Linked DNA regions of Rattus norvegicus: region 2 is linked to region 1. Evidence: chromatin contacts called from public Hi-C data. All regions are on one chromosome and are shown on one strand. The core of a region is the stretch at or near the end of the contact, and the rest is flanking DNA. Distances in the headings are between cores, read along the strand shown.

What was found. A called contact is a pair of places that touch in the nucleus more often than the background predicts.
Region 2: a Hi-C map of the A7r5 cell line shows a contact between it and region 1, with 8 times the contacts expected there. The contact joins two enhancer-like sites. A contact is called at or near these places in 4 of 12 Hi-C or Micro-C datasets (the A7r5 cell line, the Rat2 cell line, Schwann cells and 1 more).

What each region holds. Positions count from the first base shown.
Region 1 is chr13:52,404,987-52,412,495 of GRCr8, reverse strand. No RefSeq gene overlaps it. Among named protein-coding and RNA genes, the nearest start is that of Atp6v1g3, 46 kb to the right of the region's middle. Within about 2 kb of position 4,500, at least 15 of the 93 cell types and tissues checked have an H3K27ac peak or open chromatin away from gene starts, as enhancers often do. A contact at or near this core is called in the A7r5 cell line, where this site is marked.
Region 2 is chr13:52,942,037-52,949,329 of GRCr8, reverse strand. Lhx9 (LIM homeobox 9) reads left to right here. Exons shown (of 7, transcript NM_181367.2): 6 at 3,070-3,272; 7 at 4,347-4,609. The coding sequence ends at 4,604. Among named protein-coding and RNA genes, the nearest start is that of Lhx9, 16 kb to the left of the region's middle. Within about 2 kb of position 4,464, at least 4 of the 93 cell types and tissues checked have an H3K27ac peak or open chromatin away from gene starts, as enhancers often do. A contact at or near this core is called in the A7r5 cell line, where this site is marked.

The DNA of each region.
Region 1 (7,509 bases), core at 3,251-5,750:
TATATATGTATGTATGTATGTATGTATGTATGTATGTATGTATGTATGTATGTATGCTACAAGCTGCTTGAGGACAGGAGCGAATTTCCTTCATAGTTGTGCTGAGGCATGGGAGAAGGAAGCTAAAACACCTAATTGGGATTGTAATTAACTCAGAAAACAAACATCCATTTTAAGAAATGGTTTTCTAAAGAACGCTTAGAGCAGTTAGAAACGGTTCTTGGGGAATGAATTAAAATGCTGGATCTCATACCATCAAAGATTATTAGAAGAAATAAAAATATAATTGGAAGCATTAAAAGATTGCAGTAGCTCCTATAGCCTGGGCATGATGGAAAAGGTCTGCTGTAGAGTCCTGGTGAGAGAGAGTCGCTGGGACTCCTCCAAAAGGCCCTGACGTGGTAAGAATCGGGATCTTAGAAATACATTTCCTTGTTATAGAAATTGTACCTTATAAGAAGCCATCATGAGCTTTTAGATTGAATTTTATAAGTAGGACACTTAATGCTAAAAATTGGAGATTGGTTATAGCAATTAATATGCAGATATTAAAATAATGTGATAACTGAATACTCATTACAATTTTAAATTCTTAGGTAAATCAATGATGGATGATGATGGTGGTGGTGGTGGTGATGGAGTGAGCGTGTACCTATGCATGTATATGTGTGTATGTGTGTGTTTATGTGCTTGTGTGCATGTGTAAGATGTGTTACAGAGAAGCCACAGTTCTCAGCTTGAAGGGAATAATGCATAATTTATTTTGGAGCCAAATATAAGTGACCATTTCCCTGAAACAGAAATTCATTTTACTCCAAATACTGTGTCTCTGTGAGGTAGTCATCTTTTCAAGATTTGATTGTGTTACAATAAAGAAATAAAGTAATAAATCAAAACCCCTATCAAATATATTGTGGGGCACATTGGGTAGGCAGTTTTTTGACAGAGTGTAGAAGTCTCTTCTATAGCGGTTAGTCTCTTTCTGACACCATTCTTAGCATTTGAGTTGGTACAAGGTAGGGGCCTATTCATATGAGCCAAGAGGATTTACTTCAAACTCACAAGGATGTTAGCACACGTACCAAGTTGAGTAATAAATGATTAGAGGGCAATGACTGCTCAAGAAAGTTTGGCTCTGGATCTGCAACATTCCAACCTCTTCCCAATCATTGAAGTTCTAGTCATTCAGTCATCCCAGAAGAATGTTCAATGTAAGTGGTATTTCTTTCCCAGAACATCAATTGACAACAATGCTATGATAAGAAACAGATAATAAAGTAATGCATGTGCACTAGGAATCCATGCGTAGCATTTGCCCACTGACTCACAATAAAACAAAGAGTATTGGAAGTATACATGTATTACACAGCAACCACTAATTTTGAGTGGCGCTTTCTTTATTTTGTGAAATATTTATCAAAAACAAGGCCCCATGTGATAAAATTCAAATTAAAACGGGCATAATTTAACTTAATAATGATGTAGGGTACTAGAGCATCCCCTTTCTTAGAGGAGCCACAAGTCCGAAGTAATGGTATTTTGGGACTGAGCCACTGATGATAGGGCTGGGGCCATTCAAGTGGCCAGCTCTGATGGGAGCGGGCTGCACCATGAAGTGATCAGGGAAGGACTGAACGGGGTCCTCAAAACACTGATCTTCCAGCTTCATATATTTGCCAAGAATGTGAAGCGATGACGCTGGACTCTTCTCGTTACATCCCACCGGGTCTCGTAATACCAACTTGTCTCGGGATTCCCCAGCATTGATGACTCCGATGACATGAAGGTAAGGAAGAAGTAGATTCCAACCAACTCTAATTTATTGGGGGTTTCGTGGGGCTACAATTTGAGAATCCAAATACCCTGTTTATCTGCAACCTCTCCATTTAATTAGTTCATAGCAATGTGAGCTTGTGGGTTCTTATTTTGTTACTATTCACCGATTTCATGTTTTTCGATTCTCATCAGCTCAAGCGTGACCAGTAGGAGCCTCTTCGAGCTGGGCTCTGTGTTCTTATCACCCGTCCCTACAGTTCCCGGGCACTTTCTTATTTGCCAGTCAAGCCGAGAGCCCCAGGCTTATGTTCTACTCTTTGAGCCAAGCCTGGGATCTGTTGTTTCTGCACTTGGAGTTCAGAGGCCGAGATCTAGCTGAGAGGTGTGTTTGCTGCTACAGGAGCGTTTCCGCCACTGCGGGCAGAGTAAGGGAATTTTGTAGGTGTGGGCACGCACACATTCATTCCTATATGCCCGCTTGTAAGATATTGATTTCTATATTTGCTTTCTATATAAAAGAATACTAGCTTACACCATCATTCCAGATTCTACCAAATGTCCCAATTCTCATTCGCCTTTGCCTCCTGTGTTTGTAACTATACCCTAATTTTATCATCATTCCTAACATTGCATTTCTCATTTCATAGCGTCGTTATATAACAGGCCTCTAAGAGGTAACACAGTCCTTCCCATTCCACGTGTCCCCAGGCCCTGCTGGTGTCCATCCTCTAGACGCCTGTCACAGATCCATCAGCTTGAGGCCAGACCAGTCCATAGGACTTCCAGTCCAGCCAGGGATACTTAGCAAAATCCTATCTCAAAACCAAACAAAGCCAACCAGTGAAACCAAGAGAGCACATTTATGTATTATTTTTTATTACAAAAAAGAAAAAACTATTTCAAAGATAGTGCCAAGAGTGTACATCCATACCACATCTAATGGTGTCTCCTGTCACTTGGGACAACTAATGAACAGATATCACTGCGTTATCCAATCAAGTTCACACTTCATTCAGATTATTTTTCTTCTAAACTATAACTCCCCACCCTCTTTCTCCTGTTCTAGGATCCTATCCAAGGCATGTCATTTCTCTGTCAAGGTTCCCGCACACCTTATTGGTTGCAAATGTTTCAGCTGTCCATTGCAATTGTGAAGAGTTCCTGTCTTTTGTACACCGAGCTTCAGGAGGGATTTACAGGACACCCCGACGAGCTCTGGATTATGTGCTTGAGGGGAAAGACTAGTGAAAGTTATAAGACAGGTCAGCCTGAGCAATCACCATCCCACAACCCTGAGTTTTCCATGCCTAACTTCTCTTTCCACACTCCGGGGTTTGGAAGGAAGTCACCAAGCACAAAGCACAGGGAAAGAGAGGTGTTTGAGCCCTACGCTCTGTGAGGGTGAGATCTGCTCTCTCTGAGACTGCTCAGGCTTCCTAAACAAGAGACTATATACTTATTTCTCCCAGTTGATTCTGCCGGGAGGATTCACTGATACTCATTATACATTTTAGATTATGGAAAATCACTGTCTTTTGACCACCCCTCATCCACATAGCTAGTGCAGGTGCCGATGACAGAGACCACATTCCTGGCACATGGACAAGTATTCTTTTTTTTAAAGTTCTTTTTTTTTAAGATTTATTTATTATTGCCTACATGCATACCTGCAGGCCAGAAGAGGACACCAGATCCCATTAAAGATGGTTGTGAGCCACCATGTGGTTGCTGGGAATTGAACTCCGGACCTCTGGAAGAGCAGTCGGTGCTCTTAACCGCTGAGCCATCTCTCCAGCCCATGGACAGGTATTCTTAAACACTAATTCTGTAATTTGTTGGTTTCTTATACTGTTACTTTATCATCCGGAATGCCTTTGGTCACATTTTCTAGTTGATTTCCTGTCATTGTTTGACTCTTAACTTCGTGGCTGGCCTTAAATGTCAACTCTTACTCACTTCCTTTGGCATTTGGGAGTACATCTCTTTTTTACTGTAGTTACCGCGCTCTCCCGTGTTTGTTTGCCTGTTGGTCTTTGTGACTGTATTGTGAGGCTGGTGGGATTCCAATTATTTCTCTCTCCCCTCTCTTTCAGTTTGAAGCAATTGTGTGCAGAACATACTTGGTTTTAGGGACAAAGAATATGGCTGGCCTCATCAAATAGTTGAGTTCTACAATTATTCACTTGAGTCCTTTCTAGAGAACTGACACTTGGGAGTTGCCATTCATGGAATGTTTTGTTTTGTTGTTTGTTTGTTTTTGATTGATGTTGTTTTTGTTTTTTCCCTTCTTGCAAAGATGTTCCTTTTCTGATCATCAGGACATCCTTATACAGGAATATCTGTAGATCAAGCACTTGTCTAGTGACCGGCCGAAATCGAGGGCATGCTTTCTTGCCAAGATTATTCCCCTAGCAACTATGGTTTCAGTAGCAGACTGCCCCAACTAACTGGGCCAAATAGCTGGGGTACAAAAGAGGCAGACAGGAAGGAAGTCTAGCAATATAGATATTCACTTTTCGAGGCACAAAATACACCCTGTGTTGACACAAACAAACTGCCTTCGCCATTTTGACTGTCAAGTAGTCAGGAAAATATTTAAGTCAGTCTCGAAGCAGTCAAATTGGCCAGCAAGCCTGTCTGCCTCTCCCCTCCCCTCCCACTGTACTCTGCTTCCTGATTTCCCTGGCTTGTGTTTTAGAAGCAGACACGTCTTCTTGCCAGAAGAGGATGCTTTCTTTCTCACGGAAACTTAATGAAATAGCTGTTACATCATATAAATCCACTTCCTTAACAGTATGTGTCAGACTATCAAATCAGTTAAGGAAAATCCTCATCTTTTTTTCTCTTTGAAATTATGGATGGGGCTGGTCGGGTTCCAAATTCAGCGAGTTCATATCGCCATCTAGTGGTCAAAACAGGATTGTCTGCACAAACGAAGGAGAAAATTTTAATACTTCATTGGCTGCGAAAACCAAAGATCCAATCTTATTTGCTCTGCTTCAAAGACTCACTTGGCTGATTCTGGCTAGCGGTTTAGTTTCAGGCTACTTAGTACTCACAGTTAATTTGATATTATGTTTTGATAGAACACCAGGCTACTGACTGAAATTGTTGATTACAGTTTAGCTTGAAAACAAATCTCAAAACATAACCAGAAACAGTTCCTTTCCCCAGTATAAGGATAACATGTTTATCAAGTAAAACCAAAGACTGTGGATGGCAAATGACAATGTCTCGCAACTTAAGACGAAGTAAACGTCCTCCTAGTGGAAACAAGAGGAAGCGAAACTAAGACAGAAGCAGGGGCGCCATCTTACTCCTTGTTTCTGAAATAGTCTTGGGGTGTTAGGGAAGGAAGATCCAAAGCCAAAACTGTGCACTGAAGGGAAAACCACAACCCACAGATAGGAAAGATGCTTTGTTTCCATTCAAAGTGAGCAAGCCCAAGTCTGATTGTTTCAACCTTGGTTGTCCTCAGACCTTGCATAAAAACTCGACTGGTATTTTCAGAAATGTATTGGTGGTTGTTAGGTAAAATACCCACAGAAGCATTTCTGATGAAGGCACGGCCTGTGGGATAGTTGTAATTTTAGAACTGAATGCAGCAAGGTTTTCTATTTCTTCCTACACCGAGGAGGTGAAGGCAAGGCTAATCCACTTCCCTGCCGCACCTAGATGGATCTGGCGCTCCATTTTATGGCGTGTGGCAGAGCTGGTTCTGTCTCAGAACTTCCAGAGCACCGTGCTCCTTCCTTCCTGATGGCATTTTGCAGGCTTGGATGAGAGACAGGAAGAAAACTAGTCAGGATGGGAAACGGGCAAGAGGAGAGGAAGGAAAAAACACCCCCAAGGGACTCAGAGTGTCTGCCAGACGCAGGCTGTGAAGAACACTTTATGCAAAGTTTTAAACCAAGCCTTTTAACCCATACGGTTACAGTTCCCTACAGAAGGCAAAACGGATTGCCACTCTTGGCAACAACCTAGTTTAATGTAGCAACCCTAAACATACTATTATTAGTAAGTAAACTCTAATTTAAAAATACTGTGGAGTTGATAAAAATTCAGACAGAGATGATTTAGTAAATGAGCGACTTTGTTATTGGTTATACCAAATTATATAAAATCCAGTTTTTAAATTTTTTCCTTGTCTATCCTGGTTCATTTTTGGTAATTTTTTAAACATTGTTAATGATACAAATTTGTATTTTATAAATAACTTGCAACAAATAATTTGTACATAATTTTAATATGATAAAGTATAGGTAACATTTTGGGTTAATCCTTCTGGACCATTGACCTAGTGACAAGCAACTTTCTCATTATAAATGTTCTGAGGATGGCTACCCTCTGACAAAATCCATCACCTGCACACACACACACACACACATGCACACACATGCTCACACACTCACACACTAACACACACGTGCACACACACACGTGCACACACACACACACGCACACACATAAATACACACACAGATACACACACACATACACACACATACATCCACACACACGCACACACCACATGCACACATCACACGCACACACACATGCACACACGCACACACGCACACACACACACACACACACACACATGCCTCGGCAGCTTCATATTTCCATGGATGGAAAAGCTGGCTTAAAACTGAACTATTTATGACTTACTCTACCTGCACTTTGAGCTCTTCGGGCCTTATTGGTAATTGCTTACCAATAAGCAACTTTGGTAAACTGTGGTGCCAGAAGTGATAAGGTTCGTGCTGACAGCCCTGCCTGGCTGCTGCTGGCTTCTGCAGTGTTCCTTGCCCTGGGCAAAGAGCTCCGCAATTGCAAGAGAGAGGCAGTGCCACACACCCCGTTTGCCAGTTCGCATATTTCCCCACACTCACGCAGTATAGGTAGCTGTGGGCAGAGCTCGCAGCTTTGTCATTGTTTCTGGCTTTGAAGCAAGGGTTTTGTTTCGGGCCATTTTATTGGGTGGGTTCCTGTGGGCATTATTTTAAGTGCTGGAGAAAGTTATTTTTTCCCTCTGTTTTGGTTTTCTAATAACAACAAATCATGAATTAATTGACTGCACACAGAAGCTAAACAAAGGGAAATAATCCTTTGGGAATCAGCTCTGAAAAGGGGCTGGCAGCCAGAAGGCAGAGAACGTTTGCCACCACAGTTAGAAGAATGCCTGTTTGACCCGGTGTCATTTTCTGTCACCCAGGTTTTGTGTGCTCTGGCCTCTTGGCTTCGCTGGCACAAACCTAAGTCTGTCCTCACTCTGGCAGCCCTCGTTCCTGAAGTCTTGGTCCACTAGTGATAAAACTTCCCTCTACAGTAAGTGTCAGGCCTAGGGAGACTGGGCCAGGAGAGGACAACAACCACTGCTAAATGAACTGTGTGCACAGACAGCTGCACACAGCATTGGGGTTGGACTGGGAGTCTCTGAGGGAGCATTGGTGTTTGTTCCAGGACAAAAGCATGAGCTATGTCAGTTTGCATTTTTTTCTCCTGCTTTTCAGAAAGTACCAGGCGTGTCCTCTTAACACTTTCACAAGACATTAACAAAATTCTCCTCCTCCTCCTCCTCCTCCCCCTTATCATCATCATCCTCATCCTCATCCTCATAGTCACTGGGCATTTTTCCACATTCTCCTACTACAGCTTAGCACCATAAACATGAGAAACTCTGAGAGGCGATTGACAACCTGTGTAGATCGCACAGCCATAGTCTTTTTTTTT
Region 2 (7,293 bases), core at 3,215-5,714, 540 kb before region 1:
TAACGAAGAAACTGGATTTTTGCTACCTCTCACAACCTCCCTCCTGAGGTTCTTTCCTCTAAATGTGCAAAATTCCTCTTGTTAAATTAGCCTGGCACTGACCCCTAGTGGTCTCCCAGGAATTAGTTGATTCTCAGAAGGTTCCGAACCTTTCCAAACAGAAACTCCTTTTGGATAGGTGACCATCTCCCCAGCAACCCAATGTAAACCATTTAAACCCTCTCATTAACTTTAGTGACAACAGATGTGCAGCTGCAGGTGGAAATCTGAAGCGATTTAAAGAGAATTATTTGCTCTTATAATTCAGGAGGGGGGAATATCCCTAAAGTTTACCCACAGGGGAAATGATCACTTGCTGATTTACATAAAGCTTTTGCCATTAAACACAAGCAACTTGGATATGCTGACTTAAACTGTGGCAAAAATAGATTTCTCTATCATGATGGATACTGTAGGAGCAAACAAAGCCACATGGATATCATATATTGTAAGGAAAACCTGACACCCGCACAGTTCTTACACACGGAGTTGGTTTGTAGCAGCAAACACAATAACGTTTTTTCTAATGCACTCAACCGCTATATCGAGTTTGCAATGGGCAAATCTGAACGGACTGTACATGGAGGAGCAATTTCCTCAAATCTTATTTTATTTTTTTCCCTTAGATTCATTTCAATGGTGAATAGCTAGATAGCTAAGTTGGGGATAATATTCATTTTTAGGAAATGTTATCCTGGGAGAGGGGGACTAAGTAAGTGCATTATGTAAACATCAAGTTAATGTCTCTGTCGCCATTGATATGTTGCTCAGGGAAAGTTGCTCACGTAGGCTAGGGTGGATATCTCATTTGAAGAGGCCTCTGATGAATGGAATGCGCCTCTTTGACCATTTGCTGAGGGTATATTTGTAATCTGGCTGTGAAATATGGCTCAGTTTACTGGAGATAACCTACTTTTATAGCCACAAGACCCTGCTCCATCCATCTGAGGATCAGAAAGTGCTATTCCGCAGACTATTTGAAGTTGACATATCCCCCCTGGGATGAAATAGGGTAACATGTAAAATATGTCCTCTCTGCTAGCTGTGGGAATGTGTTTCCACTCTGGCTGGCTTAAGAAGTTAAGCTCAAAGTTCAGCAGTATACATCTGACATGGACACTGTCTCCACCTGATCTGACTTTGGATTAGCAAGAGCTTGTAATTTCTTAGGGAGCAAACAGCTCATGCTTGTTGAGTTCAGTCATAGCCTTGCTTTTGACCTAGGGAACCCAAAGGAGAATTTGATAAAATCCTTTCCCTCAGAGGACTCAGGACTGCTCTCCCATATCCCCTCCCCCTTTGTGTCTTACGGCACACAGAAGGTCATAATTCATTTTATTTTATTTGGGACAATTTCTCACTTAAACAAGTTTTTTTTCAAAGTAGATTTCCTGGTTGATTACCACAATATATATATATATATATACATATATATATATACATATATATGTGTATATATGTATGCTGCTTTCTGAGCACACATGTGTATACAGACATACTGATTGGCTAGAAAAATTCTGAAAGAAATTCTAACCACAGCCTGGAAGGCAGACAACATTGCAAAAAGCAGGAGAAGGGTAATATTAAGAGATGCCTCCCTCTTTTCAAAATTTAAGCTTTTCCTTCATAACGGCATGGTCAGGTTGATTTTAAGTAATTTATCGGAGCACAGGATGCTCAGATCTGACAACAGAGCAGATAAATATATGAAATAAGGTTTTAAAGAACCAAAGTTGTGATTTTTGCAGAGGTAAGTCAGTATTATTAAATGTTTTTCACCTTGGCTTTAAATAGGAGGAGTGTTTACATCTTGAGGATGAAGACTTTCCCCTTGGTTTAAAGTTTGACTTATTCTGCCCCTGGTGCCAAGGAGGATTTCCAGGAGCAGAGAAGGTGCTGCCCTCTCACTGTCAGACCAGTGAGTGGCACAGCTCAAGGCTGACTTAGACGCATCCAGAGCACAGGGGACCAGGCTGGATGGAAACCATCAGTGTTGCTTCAGCAATGAGCTATGGGGAATGCCTCAGGCATGAGGGAAGAGAAGGCTGGGCTCATTTTCCTTCAGAAATATTTATTAGAAGAACTCCAAGGGAAAAGTGTTTTCTTCCTGGCATAGCCCAAGCTAACTAGTTATAGCTAGAATTCTTCAAATACAATGCTCTTCTGATTCTCTAAGACATTCACAACAAAAGGTCATTTTCTCAAGTCTCTTCCTTTTTCCAACCATGTTGAGAAAGCTATTAGGATAAGAAAATGGTTTAGGTCATTCCTTAGGGGTGTGTGTGTGTGTGTGAGTGTGTGTGTGAGTGTGTGTGTGTATGCGTGCGTGTGTATGTGTGCGTGTATGTGTGTGTGTGAGTGTGTGTGTATGTGTGCGTGTATGTGTGTGAGCGTGTATGTGTGTGAGCATGTATGTGTGTGTGTGAGTGTGTGTGTATGTGTGCGTGTATGTGTGTGAGTGTGTGTGTGAGTGTGTGTGTGTGTGTGTGTGTGTGTGAGATGTGTGGTGTGCTGGTTGATAATTTGGAACCTGATTTGCCATATTCATCATGATAAAGAACAGTGCCTTCACACAGAACATGGGAATCAAGAAACCGGCAAACACGTGGTTTCAAAAGACCCTGTGAATGTGCACACCTGGGTGAAAATCCACATAAACTATCAGAAAAAGGTTTCTCCTCCTCCTCTTCCTCTTCCTCCTCTTCCTCCTCCTCTTCCTCCTCCTCCTCCTCTCCCTCTTCTGATGTTGTCTTTCTTCTTACTTCCCACCTCTCCCCCAATGTTTACTACTGAACATCAAGCAGAGGAAAGGATTTAACTTATGTTTTCCAGTATGTAAACCAGCTGTGTCCAAATAGCCTAGGTTAGCTGACCATAGCCATTGTCTTCTTGTCCAGATATCATTCACCACTGGGTTGACAGCCTTTTGCTTTATGAAGACAGCATTGTCATGTACCCTGCCTGTCACGTCCCCTAAGCCAGTGTAGAAGTTTCCACTGAGCTGTTACTTGTTCCCTGTTGCTGCAACAGGTTGTAATGAGAACGAGGCAGACCATTTGGACCGGGACCAGCAGCCTTACCCACCTTCCCAGAAGACCAAACGGATGCGAACTTCTTTCAAACACCACCAGCTTCGGACCATGAAATCCTACTTTGCCATCAACCATAACCCAGATGCCAAGGACCTCAAACAGCTTGCTCAAAAAACAGGCCTGACCAAAAGAGTTTTGCAGGTAAGACACATCCATCATTGGCTTTGTTTCTATCTCCTCCCTTTCCCCCGGACAGCGACTAGTTCTCTTCCCTAATCACTTGGATATTTCCTATTCTGCTTCCTAGTCATCTCCTTCCTTAGCGATCTTCCTACAGGGACTTCCTGGAGGGAACTCAGGGAGGCATCCAGGATTCACATTCTCCCTACAGACAGAGAGGTGGGCTCCAAAGCCTCATCGTTTTATACATGGCGTTGACTTTATCTAAACAAGTTTTGCCTGTAGAGATATTCACTCAGGCGGGGTTTAATGTGCTAGTTTCTAAGGAGCTACGGTCCCATATCCACAAACTCCCGGCAGCCTACTCATATGTTATGCCTTTCCACATTCAGGCGGCCCACCCCTCGCACTTGAGAGGTCAAAAATAAGGTTAGTACCTCAGTGAGCAGTTGGACTGGGAATTTTTCCATTTTACCAAGTCGTAGTTAAAACGCCGGAGTTCTTCCTGGTGTTGAATTGCTTCCCCAGACTTTTGGGAAGAATTATAAAGTTATACAGGGTTGCCATGAGTGACCTGCCATCTCCCTCTCCTCAGTGACCAATAGCATACATTTTCTGCTCTCCAAAATCTCTCTGGAAGTTTGGGGGTCTGTGACTGGGAAGAATTTTATGGTTTTACAGCATTTGTCAGGTGACAGACTAGCCAACAGCTAAACTTTTTGGTGTTCCTTTCAAGTGAGTAGTCCTACTTTGAGACACTTTTAGTGACCATGATTTTCCCTATTCTTTTGAGGGATGGTGTATTTCCCCCTAGACTCCATGTTTTTGTTTCGGTGGTATCTCTGTTCCAGCATCAGTTATCCCAAGTGGCACATTTAATTCAGGAATATGTAAATTAAGAGCGTATAAATTTATTCTACTACTGGAATTAGTTTATTTTGAAAGAAATAAAAAAAAAGTCCACTTTCTTTCCAAGAAAAAGAAAATGATATCTAAAAGGAGAAATAGAGGAAAAAAAAGAAAAGGAGGAAAAAAGGAAGAGAGAAAAGAACTTAAAAAAAATCGATAAAGAAATCAATTGGGATTGGTTTGCAGGTTTGGTTCCAAAACGCACGAGCCAAATTCAGAAGGAACCTTTTGCGGCAGGAGAATGGGGGTGTTGATAAAGCTGACGGCACGTCGCTTCCGGCCCCGCCCTCAGCAGACAGCGGCGCTCTCACTCCACCCGGCACTGCGACCACTTTAACAGACCTGACCAATCCCACTGTCACTGTAGTGACAACTGTGACCTCTAACATGGACAGCCACGAATCCGGAAGCCCCTCACAAACTACCTTAACGAACCTTTTCTAACATTGGTTTTTTTTTTTTTTTGTTTTTGCTTTTGTTTTTGTTTTTTTTGTTTTTTGTTTTTTTTGGGGGGGTTTTTTTTGGGTTTTGTTTTTTTTAAAGGATTCTTCCTCTTTTTATTATTATTGTAATATTATTATTTTATTATTTACAAGACTTTTTTTTCCTTCTTCTAACCCACAAGATATTTGGGGAATAAAATAGCAGCTTGGCGTGTAGCATCTACACCCCTTGGCTATGAGCTTATAGTATTGTCGCTTTTAAGTGAACAAATTTGGTCTCCAGGATGTATTTGACCTTTTTTCTTTAATCAGTTTTTTTTTTTTTCAGTTGGTAAGGGAAGATTTTGAATCAGTCTAATAAGTGCCTCTTAAAATTTTATGTTACTTATTTCCAGAATCTCGAAGGGAAAAAAAAAGAATGCTATTAGGATGGGCAAATTATATTCCTGTTCTTGTGATCAGGTTATTAAGCAACCATATACTTAATTGTTTTTTTAAAACCTTACAATTAAAAGTTTTTATATTAAAAATTTTTTTAAAAAAAACCAAATATATTATTACTGTTTTTTTTTACCTTGAACTACTAATTCGAGTGAAGAATATAATTAAACAAAAACATTAATATCAATTTTAAATGATGATTAGCTGGGTGGGCAGTCTAACTCAGGAATGTGACTTCCTGCTGTTAGAGTTGTACAGCCCCCCTCCCAACTCTTTATTGCTTTTCAAAAACAAAAATCTTAAAGTCCCTGAAAAGTTACACTTTAAAATTTGAAATTTTATACTTTTGACCTCCCAAAACACACACACACACACACACACACACACACACACACACACACACACACACACAAAGAAAAGAAAACTCATCCAGTCTCTGAAACTATTCTTTCTACCTTTCTGTTTTTTTCCCTTGAGAAATGGAAATAAGCAAAATATAATTTTTTAAGAAGTAAAATTATTGGCATAATTTATTAATAATTAATTAATTGGCTTCAGCTGTACCATGACATTGTATCTGGCATTCTAAATAATGTCTTTTCCTTGTTTCTTCCTTTCTTTTTTAAACTGACTTAGTAAACTAACACCAACAATGAGAATTATTTGGTTTTTCTTTATTTTATTTTGGCATAGGTTGACGCATGTCTAAAATCCTTTTAACATTACAGATGTGAAGTTGTGACTCTTAAAGTAGACAAACTCAGAAGCCTTGTGGATGCCAAGCTGAATATATTTCCTAGTTTACAGTAGCATTCTTTTCCTTTTAATTTAAGGTGAAATCTTAACGGTCTGGGCAGTGGTGAATGTTCATCTCTCTGCTTCTGTTGTAGTTTAAAAACAACAACAACAACAACAACAAAAAAAAAAAACAAACCAACTAGATTGTGGATTTCCTAAAACAATAAAAGAAGAAGTCAAGATCTATGTCTTGCTTTAGTGGATTGTTAAGACTAACTTTGCACATGCCGTCCACTTTTTTGCACCCCTTAAATCTCCTCTGGTGGTCGAAGTGGCTATTTAATAGATTTTTAAAGGTGCCCTTCTGGTTGTATAAGTGTGTGGTTACCTATCGACAGTTCACTGCCCACATTGAAGTGCATTATTGTAACTCTTGCTCAGGGTCTTTAGAAAATTAGCACAGAAAGTAGCTTATTTTTAAAAAAAAAAAGATGATGGAAGAGAAGTTAACACTGTAACAGAAGAAAAGTGTGATCGCCATTATATATTTAGCAAGTGTGGTCATCTTCTATGGAGCTTAAATCTTGACCTTTCATATTTCTCTTACATTTTGGGCATTTACCACTAACCAGACCAAACAATCTTGGTAAGGCTGAGATCTTATATAACACACTTTTACAGGTAAAATATCGACACATAAATTTTGTTCTTTGGCAGAACAATATATATATATATATGGTACTACAGGTCTGCTTTATTAAGTAGACAGACTTTAACTCAGTTCTCCTATGTGCCTTATGATATAACTTGGAAGTAAGTTTGTGAGAAATCAGGATCTATGTGTGTTGTTTGTTAAATTAACTGTTAACCCTTTCGGCACCTCACTAGTTTTGTACTGTTTTACCTCTTATTTCCGAAACTCTTTTTATGGTGTATCCTGTTAGAGGGGACAAACATGTCATAGAAAGCAGTTGTGCACTCTTTCAAAAATAGTTGATAAATTCAATAACCTTATATATTGAGCTTCGTGTTTATAGTACAGTAAGTGGTCTAGCAAAATTGTCCATGTTCCTTTGTTTATTGATAAATGCATTGTATAGAAACTATTTCCCCTAAATATTTATGGACCAAACAATTGTGATATATCCTATTAAATTTGTGTGAATAAACCATCTTGAATCTAAGGAGTTTTATTTCCCATCAGTTTTATTTAAGTTTCACTTGGATTAGTTTGTTTTCAATATCTATGTGTAAAAGCTAAGAAATAGCAGCTCCATTAAAAAAAAATTTAAACGGACAGATAGTTCTTAGGTTTCCAAACTTCTGATTCATATCAAATGCACACACCATTGTATATAAAAATCTGACTCAATCTTGAAATACTCTTAAATATTCGTGTTTATAATAAAAGTAATGCCCCACTGATTTGACTCAGTTCAATTTCTAGAATGAAAATAAATGAGCAGATCTGTAGTTGCATGAAAAGAAAACTTAAATATGATTAAGATTTA